Linked DNA regions of Mus musculus: all the other regions are linked to region 1. Evidence: chromatin contacts called from public HiCAR-type, Micro-C and promoter capture Hi-C data. All regions are on one chromosome and are shown on one strand. The core of a region is the stretch at or near the end of the contact, and the rest is flanking DNA. Distances in the headings are between cores, read along the strand shown. Region 1 holds the start of Tnfsf13b (tumor necrosis factor (ligand) superfamily, member 13b). Region 2 holds the start of Col4a2 (collagen, type IV, alpha 2). Region 3 holds the start of Irs2 (insulin receptor substrate 2). Region 4 holds the start of E230013L22Rik (RIKEN cDNA E230013L22 gene).

Region 1 (2,856 bases), core at 193-2,692:
TCATTTCCTAAGAAATCTAAGAGCCCTCACTGTAAAGGAGCTGTTTTTGTGTGAACTCTGTGGGCGTTGTACAGTGGTGCCTGCTAGCCAGAAGGAGGCTTCTTGACAAACTTTTTTGGAAGAAGCAGTGGCCATTGATGCACAGTGACAACCACTACCTGAACCAACACTGGACACTTATTCTAAAATGACCTGGACTCAGATTGGTCTGGGCTTTAAGTTGAGGAGTTTGGCCATGAAGTTCTTTGCCTTATAGAGCAGAGAAGGCAAAGGGCATCTTATAGCCCAGCTAGATAATTCCCTCTGGATAATTATACAGAACAGGAAGAAGGTGCCGTCCTTTGGTCTTGCACTTCTTCGAGTCATTTAATTTCTGTATGTGATTTGGTAATAACACATACCTGAGATATGTGCTTGATTTTGAAGCCGGGTTTTGCTCTGGAGCCCAGGCTAACCCTGAACCCACAATCCTCCTGTCTCAGCTTATCATGTGGTGGAATTCTAATCCTACCATTAAGTCTCATGAGGGAGGGCCAGGGGCAGAAGCTGGATGGGTGGTGGGGAAGCCTCCCTCTGGAATCCTTGCTGCTGTGTGTCCTTGTTTCTGAGATTTTCTTCCTAAGCTTCTGAGGGAAGGCAGCATGAGGCAAAACCACTGCTCAGCAGCCCGAGGTTTAGACAAATGGAGTCTCGGCTAAGTGTTCAATGGCCTGTGCTGACTGAAGATAAACGGATGTTGAGGTACCAGGCTCCCAGCCAGCCTTCCAGACCAGGAAAGACTAAAATGAATGGAGCAGTGCCTTCATGTCACCAAGCCCAGGCACAGACTGAGGACATCCTGTGTCCATACCTGTGAAACGAGTGCCATCAATGTGGAGACTGTGTGTCAGCTCCTAGCGGGGTGGGGGTGGGGACTGAGTCTCTGCCATGCTTCCCTGTAATCCACCCCACATTTAAAGCTCCCCCACCCCACCCCCACCCACCCCCACCCCCGGTGTGGCCTTAAATAGAGCTGTAGCATGTTCTCTTCGTTGCCCCACCAAGACGAGAGCAGAGTTCAGATGGAGTTCAGTCACTCAGCTTTATGGCGCTCCATTTCATCTTCCACTGGGGAGCTGTTGGCTTCCTTGTCCGGCAGCCAAATGCAGTTCAGACTCAAGCACTGAGCTTATCTGACTTGTACATTAATTATCGTTTATTACACCACTAGGCCTTCAGTGTCCCCTTTCCCCTTCCTTAGAAGCCATGTGGCTCCAAGTAGACAGTTCTTAAGAGCACACTGAAGGGAAAGCACCTTCGATAAGCTTGTCTGGAGTGAGTCAGTCTGAACCCCAAGCTGCCCCCCCCCCCAGCCGCCGTGTCAGAGGCCTCGCATCTCCCACAAACAGGACTGTATTGAGATAGAATGAAACATCTTACAAAAACTGAAAGTGAAATGCGGAAGGCAGATTGAGCAATCCATGGAAGGCCAGAGCCAGAGAACCTACTTCAGGGTAGCAAAAGATGCAGAAGAAAGTCAGGAGAGCGCTCCTGGGGGAACCCAGCCCTGCCATGCTCTGAGGGCAGTCTCCCAGGACACAGATGACAGGAAATGACCCACCCCTGTGGTCACTTACTCCAAAGGCCTAGACCTTCAAAGTGCTCCTCGTGGAATGGATGAGTCTGCAAAGACCCTGCCACCACCGTGCCTCTGTTTTTGCTCCGAGAAAGGAGAAGATATGAAAGTGGGATATGATCCCATCACTCCGCAGAAGGAGGAGGGTGCCTGGTTTGGGATCTGCAGGGATGGAAGGCTGCTGGCTGCTACCCTCCTGCTGGCCCTGTTGTCCAGCAGTTTCACAGCGATGTCCTTGTACCAGTTGGCTGCCTTGCAAGCAGACCTGATGAACCTGCGCATGGAGCTGCAGAGCTACCGAGGTTCAGCAACACCAGCCGCCGCGGGTGCTCCAGAGTTGACCGCTGGAGTCAAAGTGAGTTCACCCCTCCTCTGCCTGTGCAGGAGCCCCAGGTATGCCACTCCACAGCTGTCCAGTAACGGACTGGTTGTCTCTTTTCCTAGCTCCTGACACCGGCAGCTCCTCGACCCCACAACTCCAGCCGCGGCCACAGGAACAGACGCGCTTTCCAGGGACCAGAGGAAACAGGTACGGCTGGGGCACAGCAGTTAAGAGCTGGGGCTGTGCTGTGCACACCTGCAAGCCGCCCGGCCGCGGTGAACGAAGCACTTTGTGTAGCTTTGTAGCAATTGCAATAAGCTGCGTGGCGTGCCTTGCCCTACACTGAGCAGGGTGTATGGATAGGAGGATCCCTGTGGGAGGTGACAAGACGACTAGGGTGCACGGATCTCTCGCACTGATGTGTGCTCAAGGACTTAGCCGCAGAGCTCTTCCTGTCACCGCAGTCACGTGACCGCCTGCATCCCAGACAAGAAGCCATTCCCTAGCATTTTCAGATTTCCCATGTTCTGGCCAAGTTCAGATGTGGACAAACCCTGCATTATGAGGTTTTACTAATTTTTTTTTTAAACACACGCGCGCGCACACACACACATTGTGGGGGCAGTTGCAAAACACACAGAAATGGCAAAGACTGTAATGCACCCTTTCCATATGCAACATAATTTCCGTGTAATCAGTCTGGTGTGGCTTCAGTGGTTGTTGTCCATTCCCCAGCGTTTTGCAGAGTTGGGAGTTACTGAAATGGACTTTTCTTCTTGCTTCATGAGGAAAAAAAGAAGCAATACTTGTTTGTTAACAATACAATTCAGCACACTCCTGATGTTGACTGCCTTTTTATTCTTATAAAAAAATTTTTACCTGATAGTCTGAGTGAAAAACAGCTTAAAAGCTATATAAA
Region 2 (2,700 bases), core at 14-2,513, 1.3 Mb after region 1:
ATGCACAATTAAGCAACGGTTTCTTTTAAAACTTGGAAGCTTCGGTGAGAAGCAAACGTCGTTTTTTAGGCATTTGAGGGGAAGGCAAACTGTGGAGAGGCCACACCTTGTGGCCTTTGGGCCTGCATGGCTGTCACAGCAGCAGCAGCAGCTGAAGTGTATTCTCTAGGGGCGAAGGCAGAAAGTCTGGCCGGGTTCCTCCAGAGCTGGAAGTCTGGCTCTTGCAAACATCTCCCAGCGCCCTCCTGGCCAAGCACAGCACCAGAGGAAACAAAAACTTAAAAAAAACAATTTGCGCAGGGAACAATGCGACGGAGTTTCGCTTTGGTTTCACACTCAAGTCTAAATGTGGTTATAATTTTCAGGCACGCACTCATAAAAGGCAAGAGTCGAGGCAGAGACTTTTAGGATGCGGAGAAGAGCCCCGCGTCTGTTCTCAAGCGTGCCGTAGGCTACACAAAAGTCGTGGGAAAGCAAAAATACAGATGTTTCCAGGCAAACGGCCCAAAGCTGTTCAGCCTCAACCATCACGGTCTCCAAACAACCAGAAACACACCCAAAGCGGTTCCCCCTGCACATGAGTGTAGGACTCTGAGTGGCGTGGGGTGTGCCTGGCCACCCTTCCAGCCCCGACCCACTCGCGCGCCCCGCCGCTGAGAGCCTTGGCGATGAGGGTTCAAATCTCACTGGCTCCTCGGTACCCTCACCCCGCCGTGGTACACGCTAAGCTTCAGTCCCTTCCTAACTCTCCCGCACCCAGTGTATAACAAAGGAGGTTCCGTAATGGATGTGCGATCGCTGCCCACAGGGACTAGGAGAGGGAGACCCGGGGGAAGAATGCACCTGGCCGTGCCACCCGCGGTACCCTCGAGGGCCAGGCGGCTTGACTGCGCCAGGCGCTGGACAAAGAGGCCTCGCGGGGCGTCAGGGGTGCAGGGAGGGAGGCTGGGGAGCGCAGCCCGCAGGGAACTCACCTTCGCAGCTGCTCGGCTGCGCTCCTCGTGGAGCAGAAGGGCGGCGAAGAGCAGCAGAAGCCAGACGCTGAGCCGGGGCCCCATGGTGGCGCGCCCGGGGCGGCAGGGGACCAGCAGAGACGGCGGGGAAATGCAGCCCAGTTCCCGTGGGCCACGGCGAGGTGCTCAGTCTCGGAGGGCCCGGGCGTGAGCCCTGCTCACCGTCCCGGGTGCGGTGACTCTGCGCAGAGACCTGAGCGCGCCGCCCGAGGAGCTCCCCAATTTGTTGGCGCTGCCCCCTCCCCTCGGCAGTGCGCGGGCGGCGTCTCCAAGGGGAGGACCCTGCGGCGCGGGTAAGAGGCGGAGGCTGCGCGCCGCTCGGGACTTGGTGTCGCAGGGAGTCCGAACGCCGGGGCTCTGCGCTCCGCACCCAGCTCCTCCCGCGCCCCGATTCCACGAGCCCCTTGGCTCGCCAATCCCGGGCAAGCACCAGCAAGGCACGCCGGGGCCGAGAGTCCGGCGCCCACGGAGCAGAGCCAGGCCGGCCTGGCCGCCGGTGTGCCACGGGCCAACGCTTCTTCAGGGGCCCATGCGCGCGGGCAGCAGCTCCTGACCCTGAGGTGAGAGCGACCCCCGGGAGGCACAGAGAGCCAGGCCCCAAGTCGCGGACCTGTAGCGCCGGAGTAGGCTGAGGCTGCGCGCTCCGTTGGATCGGAGCTGGGGGAATAGGGATCGCGCTGCATGGGCTGAGGAGCTCCAGGCAGGGCCTACGGAGAAGAATCTCCCTTTTTCTGTCTCCTGATGGGACAGAACTTTGGTCACCCCGCAAGGAAACGAGGGACATTATGCGGAGTCAGGGTGCTAAGATGACGATGCTCTCTCTGCCTGCCACCTTTGCTAACCCGCTTTGTCTCTTGCCTCCAGGTTAGGAAGGGATCGAGCCGAGTCTAGAGCTCAAAGACTGGGATCATGGACCGAGTGCGGTTCAAAGCGTCTGGCCCTCCCCTGCGAGGGTAAGTCGCCTTCTGCCTGGTCTCCTAGGTGAAGGGGACCTTGCATGCATATTTCAGGAGTTGACAAGTTGGGGCCCGCATGTTTTGGTCGCTTTCTTACCCTCCCTCCCTCTCCTGTGCAGGTGGCTGCTGCTAGCAACTGTGACAGTGGGACTCCTGGCTCAGAGCGTCTTGGGGGTAAGTACCGCTTGAACTCCACGGCGCTTGGAGTTCCGCGCCCGTGACGGGTTGGGACGCTCGCGGAGCCTCGTGGAAGACAGGCTCGTCGAGCCCACCTGAGTGTGCGTGTGCATTGTAGGTGTGTGCTACTGTGTCTGCCAGCCGCTCGTCCCGTGCAGTGCAGGAGTCGGCCCTCTCTAGGGAGCTAATAATTAAAACGTAGCCTCAGGCACCTTTTGCTGCCAAGCTTTGGCCTTAGCAGCAAGGGAAGAATGTCTATCACTAGGCCACGAGGCGCACGGACAGAGGGGGCTGGGAGCAAAGAGTTTCCAGAAACTCAGAGGTGGTGTCCAGGCACTGTGGTGGGCAGAGAGCATCTTGCTTAAATATGAGTCTCTGGGGAGGGGCGGGGCAAGGAGGAGACAGCCTCCTGCTTTAAGGTTGTTCGGGGACAAAGGGATAGAAACCGCGGTCTCTTCCAAACCTTGAGTAGGCCCTGAAGAGCCACAGACCAGAGGGAGGCCTGTGGTCCCTGGCTTCTGTGACTTGTTTACTGTACCTGTTGCTCCTTGAAA
Region 3 (2,872 bases), core at 135-2,634, 1.0 Mb after region 1:
CGAAGAGCTCTTTGAGTGCCTTCATAGCTTCTAGGATGGTCTCATGGATGTTCTGCGCCACCACCGAGTCGTCGGCTTGCATCCACAGCTCCCCGGGACCGGTGACGGCCGAACGGCCCACCTCGATGAAGAAGAAGCTGTCCGAGTGGCCGCAGCGGCGAATGTTCATAAGCTGCAGCGTCACCGACGGCTGTTCGCAATTGAGCTTCACGAAGCCGATGGTGCGCGCAGACAGGCATAGGCGGTATACACCAGTCAGGTTCTTGCTCTGGCCCAGTCCCTTAGGTTTCAGGTTCACCTGCCACACCTCGCGGTAGACGGCCGTGGCGGGTGTCACGAGCCCGTAGTTGTCATCGCAGCCAGCGGCGCCCGCTGAGCCGCCCAGGACGCCCGGGAGAGAGGCGCTGCAAGAGCCTCCGGTGGTGCCCGAGCCCCCCTCGCCAGAGCGGCCTTCGCTGACCAAGTCGGTGAGTGCGCGGTACCAGCCCTCCTGCTCCTGCTCGTTCTCCGCCGCTACAGCGAAGTACTCGTCCTTGGTGTAGAGGGCGATCAGGTACTTGTGCTTGGCGTCCGCGCGCTTGTTGATGTTCAGACAGCAGTCGAGCGCGATCACTCGCTTCGGCGCGCCCGCCTTGCTCCTCCACTTCTTCTCGCTCTCGTAGTACTCCAGCCGCGGAGGCTGCGGCGGCGACCCCCCAGCCGCGGATGCCTCGTCGCCGCCCGTGCCGGGGCCGCGCAACACGAAAAAGCGCTTGTGGCCGTGCTTCTGCTTGCGCAGGTAGCCGCACTTGCGCACGCTGTGGTTGTTGTTGTTGTTGTTGTTATTGAGGTTCGGGCCGTCCCCGCCCGCCGACGCGGGGGGCCCAGGCAGGGGCGCGCTAGCCATCGCCGCCGCTTCAGGTCTCTCTGCCCGGCTGGGCGAACAGGGGATGGCGAGGGCCGAGGGGCGCGGGCGGGGGCGGCTCCCCGCCACCCGTCGCCCGGCCGCCCGGCCACGCGCGCGCGTCCCCCGGGCCCAGGCGGTGGGCTAGGAGGCGCGCGCGGCTCGGTGGCGCAGGGCCCTCCGCCGCTCCGAAGGATGCTCGGTGCGGGCGATGGCCACCCCCCCGCTTCGACTGTCCGCTGCCGCTGCTTCCCGGGCTCTCGGGCGGCGCCCGGGGACTGGCTGGCTGGGTCGAGAGTCGGGGTCCCCGAGTCGCGGGGCCGAGCTTAGAACGCGCGCGGCCCGTCTGCTGCCACCGTTCTGCACTGCGCGACGACGGTCTGCGTCCGGACACTCGGGGCCCACACTGCCACTGGGGCCGCTGCTGCCGTTGCTGCCGCTGCTGCTGCTGCCACCAACGACGACCCGGGCTTGTCGCGGTCCCCGCCGCACAGTGAGTAACACATCGCGCACCGAGTGACTGAACTAAGAGCAAAACAACACGTGACTCTGCGTTACGCAGGCACACTCGCGCGGACGCCCCGCCCCGCAGCCCTGCATTGGCGCCGCGTTCCCCGACGGACAGCGAGACGGACCAATGAGCGTGAGGCACGGGGGGGGGGGGGAGGCGGACCGACACCGGGCTGCGTTTCCCGCCGTCCCCTCCCTCCCCCTCTCCGAGGCCGGGCCGGGGCTCGGCGGGGGCCGGGCCGGGCTCATTAATCAGGGGCTCGTTGTGGATGCGGGCGGGGGCGATGCCACCCAAGGCGGGAAGCCCGCCGTGGAGAAGGCGGGTGCGGGGTTTGTGCTCCCGCCTCGCGTCCCACTAACTGGCCCCAGGCTTCCGCCGCGGAGGGGGAACGGGGGCGGGAGGTCGGATCTGGTGCGGGGCGGCGGTCGGACCCCAGCAGCCGGGGTGGGCGCGCGGCGCAGGGCGGTGCCCGCTGTGGGTGGCAGGCGCGCGGCCCGGCTTGTTTACGAGCATCGTTGCCCGCGAGCTCCGGGTCGATGGCAGCTCGGTGCCTTTTCCCGGCGGCGAGCCGATCGAGGGGCGCCCCGGAACCCGCCCCACCCTCCGCAGGCGTCCGCCCCCGGCCGTGGGCTCTTTCCGGGGCGTCATCAGAGCCATTCACTTGTCAGGTTCCCGGGAAGTGGAAGTCGCCTGTTCTGGATGTAATAGGAGAGAGGAGGAGGGCGTGCTGGCGTAGGAAAATGCGGTTTCCATAGTGCCGGGAAAGGGCGGGCCTGGGCGGGAGCGGGGAGCTGGGAGCGAGTGCTGGCGGGCGTCCTCCCCACGCCCCGCGCCCTCACCGCTCCCGGCCCGCGCCCCAAACCGTGTTCACCCAGCACCCGGGCTATGGGCGGGCGTCGCCGAACCTAGGAGCGCGGCCGCGGGCACAGCGCCAAGCCAAAGATGCCCTTGAACTGCTGCTTTGAATTTCTCTATCTACGTGGCCTTTGTGACTTTCAAAGTCGAGGGCAAATAAGCACCTGCATGTCTTCTCTCCTAACTGACAGCGTGAGGGCCGCTAGGAAGGGCAATGGTCCGCGCTCACGGAAGGCGGGCTTGGAACCCTGCTCTGGATGCGTAAACAAAACAAACCCTTGCCCATCTAGGGAGAAAGTATCTAAATGAAACAATTCAGGACCAGAGTTTATCTTACAATTTAACCTTGGTTATTTTGTTCTGAGTCCTGGAAGTTCGCGGTGGAATGCCCTGCATAATTTACAAATCATTGTAGCAATTACAATGACATGTTTAAGAAAAATAATTGCACAGTGTGATTCTGAAGACCATAGATGCTTTACCCTTTGTGTAAACTGTGCCTTAAACACCCTAATGATGAATTTGTGCCAAGATAACCCAAGCCGATATTGGACCTGCTCTGTTTTTAGCTTGTATGCGGCTATGATTATGATTATTGATGAATAGCAAAAGCCTGGGGAAAA
Region 4 (2,824 bases), core at 67-2,566, 1.5 Mb after region 1:
GAACAATATTAACCCGTCTTCTCTGCTCCCTCCAGGCGACTGGCAGCCCAGCAAAGCAGGCACAAAGTTGGTGATATGGACCACTGTTGACTCTGTACCTTGTTCCCCTGAGCATGTGTACACAGACATCAAGAATGTGAAGAGGGGGCCTGGCCACCCGGCAAGGCTCCCGTCATCTGCCTTCACACTTAGGCTTCCAGGAACACAAAAGCAGCCGAGGAGGCCTGGAAATGAGTTGAACGGCTCCCGCCCCCACAGAGGGAATCAGCAAGTTCTCAGGCAGTGTTACAAAATCCCCTGCTGACCAACATTCCGGATTCATCATATCCTCGGCCTTGACGAAGAAAGTGGCTCCACCCACCAAATTGAAACAGCTAGCGGGGACACAGTTACCCTGTGCTGTGTCGGCCACACATCTATCGCTACTCCAGAAACATTAAGAGGTGTGGGGAAAGCTGACCAATTCTGCTTTCTCCTCTTACAAACCCAGAGCAGCAGGCAAGCCATTTAAGCCAAGCGTAGAGGCGGAGCTCTGTCGGAGGCTGGAAAAGGAGTCCAGAGTCTGACTAGTCTTGACTCTGAGATATTGCATTCATGAGTGCTCAGTGGCAGGTAGACAGCCTGAGAAAACTCGGAGGCTCTGCCTGCAACGCGGAGTAAAGACCAGAGCCAAAGGAAAGACAGGGAAAGTAGAAATCAGTCCATTTCCCACGGTGGCTAAGTAAGGAACGGGGAAGACAGAGGAGGGAGGGAAGCTCCCCAGACCTTCACTAACTCAGCTTGATCAGAATGTATTACATAGCCAACAGATTGATACGCGCAAGACAAGGAGTCAGGGATTAGGAGCGAGGCTTTTGAGTACATCACTCTTTTTTGGTTTTTCAAGACGGGTTTCTCTGTATAGCCCTGGCTGTCCTGGAACTCACTCTGTAGACCAGGGTGGCCTCGAACTCAGAAATCCTCCTGCCTCTGCCTCCCAAGTGCTGGGATTAAAGGCGTGCGCCACCACACTTTACACAACATAAAAAGTCAGAACTTGGGAGTTTCATACATTGGAAACCTCTCTCCCTGAAACTATACCATACTATTTCCGGGTTCGTTTGTTTCACTTAAAGTATCTTATTTCTTTATCATGGAAAAGGGAGAAGACAGAAGCAAATTAATCGGGAAAGTCCAAGACGAAGTTGTACACGCACTAAAAATAATTCACTACCTATCTTAAAAATGCCAGTACAGGAAGCTATTCCACTCACGTGACTTGCGCACCAGCCAAGACTCGGCACTGGGTAAATAACCGTGAGTCGAGGAGGCTGGGCGATTCCAACTCTACTTCCCAGTCGCCTTACATCCAGCAGAGTGGTCCAACGCTCTCTGACTCAGTTTCCTCGTTCATAAAGAAGTCGGTAATAGCAGCGGTGCTCAACTCCCAAGGCTGCTTTGTACACCAAAGGAGGGCACCCTGAGGGGGACATTAAAGCACCTAAGAAGCGAGAGTCGTACTGATCGGAGATCTCTCCCAGGATAACCCGAATCTTCGCGAAGACGCACAGAGTGCTGCTGAACTGGAGATTTTCTCAATCGGCAAAGCAAGGCAAGTGGGAACAGAGGTGCAATGAATGTCACAGCCCAAAGTGGAGACCCCGCGGCTGCCCACAGACGACTCCTCGACCCCGCAGAGCCCCGAAGCCCGCCTGTCCCGGCGGCGCCGCCCTCACCTGCGGTGTCCCATATGGAGATGTTGAAGGAACGCCACTGCTTCAGGTAGAAGGCGCCGCCCACGGTGCTGACCGTGTCCGGGAAGCGACGCTCCATGTAGCGCTGCAGCAGCGACGTTTTACCCACGTTCATGTCCCCCAGCAGTACGATCTTCCCATCCGGCTTCCGCATAGCCGCGGAGGAGATGACCCCTGCGCTTCTCGGTCACCCGCCCAGGATGCCAGGGGACGCGGACCCCGGCCTCCAGGGACCCCGAACTCTAGTGGCCCTGGCCTGAGATCCGAACTCGATGAAGTGCCAAAGAGGAAGCGCGCCACAGCTCTGTACCGGAGTGTGAACGCAGCCCTGCGACCACGTGGGTGCCCGGCCGCCACGCCCACCCCACGCCCCCTGGTCCGCCTAGGCCCCGCCCCCAGTCTTCTCCCAAGCCCCTTCCACACTCCCCATCACCCCTGCCTCGTTCCTATTACTCCCTATCTCTCCTTCCCCAAATTCCCTTTCTCTGCCTGCTAAATCTCAGCCCCACGCCCACCCCTCCCCATTCTTTCCCATTCCCCCTCCCTCAAGGACCGTCCTGCGTCCGTCCCTATAATCCCAAACTCCGTTCCTCCTTTATTTTTCTGCCCTTCCCAGAGCCCTGGCCCCTACCTCCCGCCCCAGCTCCTTCCCATACCTTCTCCAAGCCCTTCTCCAGCCCAGCCAGCCCTTTCCTGGAACCCCTCTCCACTGGCCCAACCCACGCCAGCCTCCCTCTTCCCGCACCCCTGACTCTAGCAGGGCTACAGTACCGCTTTTTTTTTTTTTTTTTACAGTCCCCACCCTTTGAAAGCCTGTATGTCGCCAAGTTTGGAGCCTAGGACCTGGGTCCTAAGGTGAAAGTTCCAGAGCGCCTTCCTTCGGACGCTCCAGTTCCTCCAAAAGCCCGGGTAGCCGCGGAGAGGCCCAGGACCTGGTGTTTGTCTAGTCACAGGCTCCCTTGGCTCTGTTTCGCTTCCCAGCCTGTGCCCAGCGCTCCTCCTCGGTGCACCTTGGTTGCACCCACACAGGTGGAGAGTTGCCTGGCTGGGAAAGTCCCTTGGAAGTCGGCTAAGATTTAAGGGAGAATGTG

What was found. Promoter capture Hi-C pulls out the DNA fragments that hold promoters and counts their contacts. A called contact is a pair of places that touch in the nucleus more often than the background predicts. HiCAR-type assays count read pairs that join an accessible place to other places.
Region 2: a HiCAR-type map of astrocytes shows a contact between it and region 1, with 3 times the contacts expected there. The contact joins the promoter of Col4a2 here to the promoter of Tnfsf13b in region 1. A contact is called at or near these places in 3 of 39 promoter capture datasets (hippocampal neurons, liver and pre-B cells), 2 of 115 datasets of contacts at active chromatin or transcription factors (astrocytes and embryonic forebrain) and 2 of 9 other capture datasets (adipose tissue and liver).
Region 3: a Micro-C map of embryonic stem cells shows a contact between it and region 1, with 4 times the contacts expected there. The contact joins the promoter of Irs2 here to the promoter of Tnfsf13b in region 1. A contact is called at or near these places in 7 of 39 promoter capture datasets (the 3T3-L1 cell line, 3T3-L1-derived adipocytes, embryonic stem cells and 2 more), 1 of 484 Hi-C or Micro-C datasets (embryonic stem cells) and 5 of 115 datasets of contacts at active chromatin or transcription factors (T-cell acute lymphoblastic leukemia, embryonic forebrain, embryonic midbrain and 1 more).
Region 4: a contact with region 1 is called in a promoter capture Hi-C map of embryonic stem cells, with 5 times the contacts expected there. The contact joins the promoter of E230013L22Rik here to the promoter of Tnfsf13b in region 1. A contact is called at or near these places in 4 of 39 promoter capture datasets (embryonic stem cells, hippocampal neurons, liver and 1 more).

Annotation. Positions count from the first base shown.
Region 1 is chr8:10,005,191-10,008,046 of GRCm38.p6, forward strand. It overlaps Tnfsf13b (tumor necrosis factor (ligand) superfamily, member 13b), which reads left to right and starts at 1,443. Exons shown (of 7, transcript NM_033622.2): 1 at 1,443-1,970; 2 at 2,060-2,144. The coding sequence starts at 1,653.
Region 2 is chr8:11,311,542-11,314,241 of GRCm38.p6, forward strand. It overlaps Col4a2 (collagen, type IV, alpha 2), which reads left to right and starts at 1,264. Exons shown (of 48, transcript NM_009932.4): 1 at 1,264-1,573; 2 at 1,878-1,966; 3 at 2,089-2,143. The coding sequence starts at 1,923. Col4a1 (collagen, type IV, alpha 1) reads right to left here and starts at 1,285. Exons shown (of 52, transcript NM_009931.2): 1 at 975-1,285. The coding sequence starts at 1,058.
Region 3 is chr8:11,007,545-11,010,416 of GRCm38.p6, forward strand. Irs2 (insulin receptor substrate 2) reads right to left here and starts at 1,385. Exons shown (of 2, transcript NM_001081212.2): 1 at 1-1,385. The coding sequence starts at 886. 9530052E02Rik (RIKEN cDNA 9530052E02 gene) reads left to right here and starts at 306. Exons shown (of 5, transcript NR_046017.1): 1 at 306-467.
Region 4 is chr8:11,476,613-11,479,436 of GRCm38.p6, forward strand. E230013L22Rik (RIKEN cDNA E230013L22 gene) reads left to right here and starts at 1,317. Exons shown (of 2, transcript NR_126558.1): 1 at 1,317-2,071; 2 at 2,529-2,824. Rab20 (RAB20, member RAS oncogene family) reads right to left here and starts at 2,028. Exons shown (of 2, transcript NM_011227.2): 1 at 1,716-2,028. The coding sequence starts at 1,887.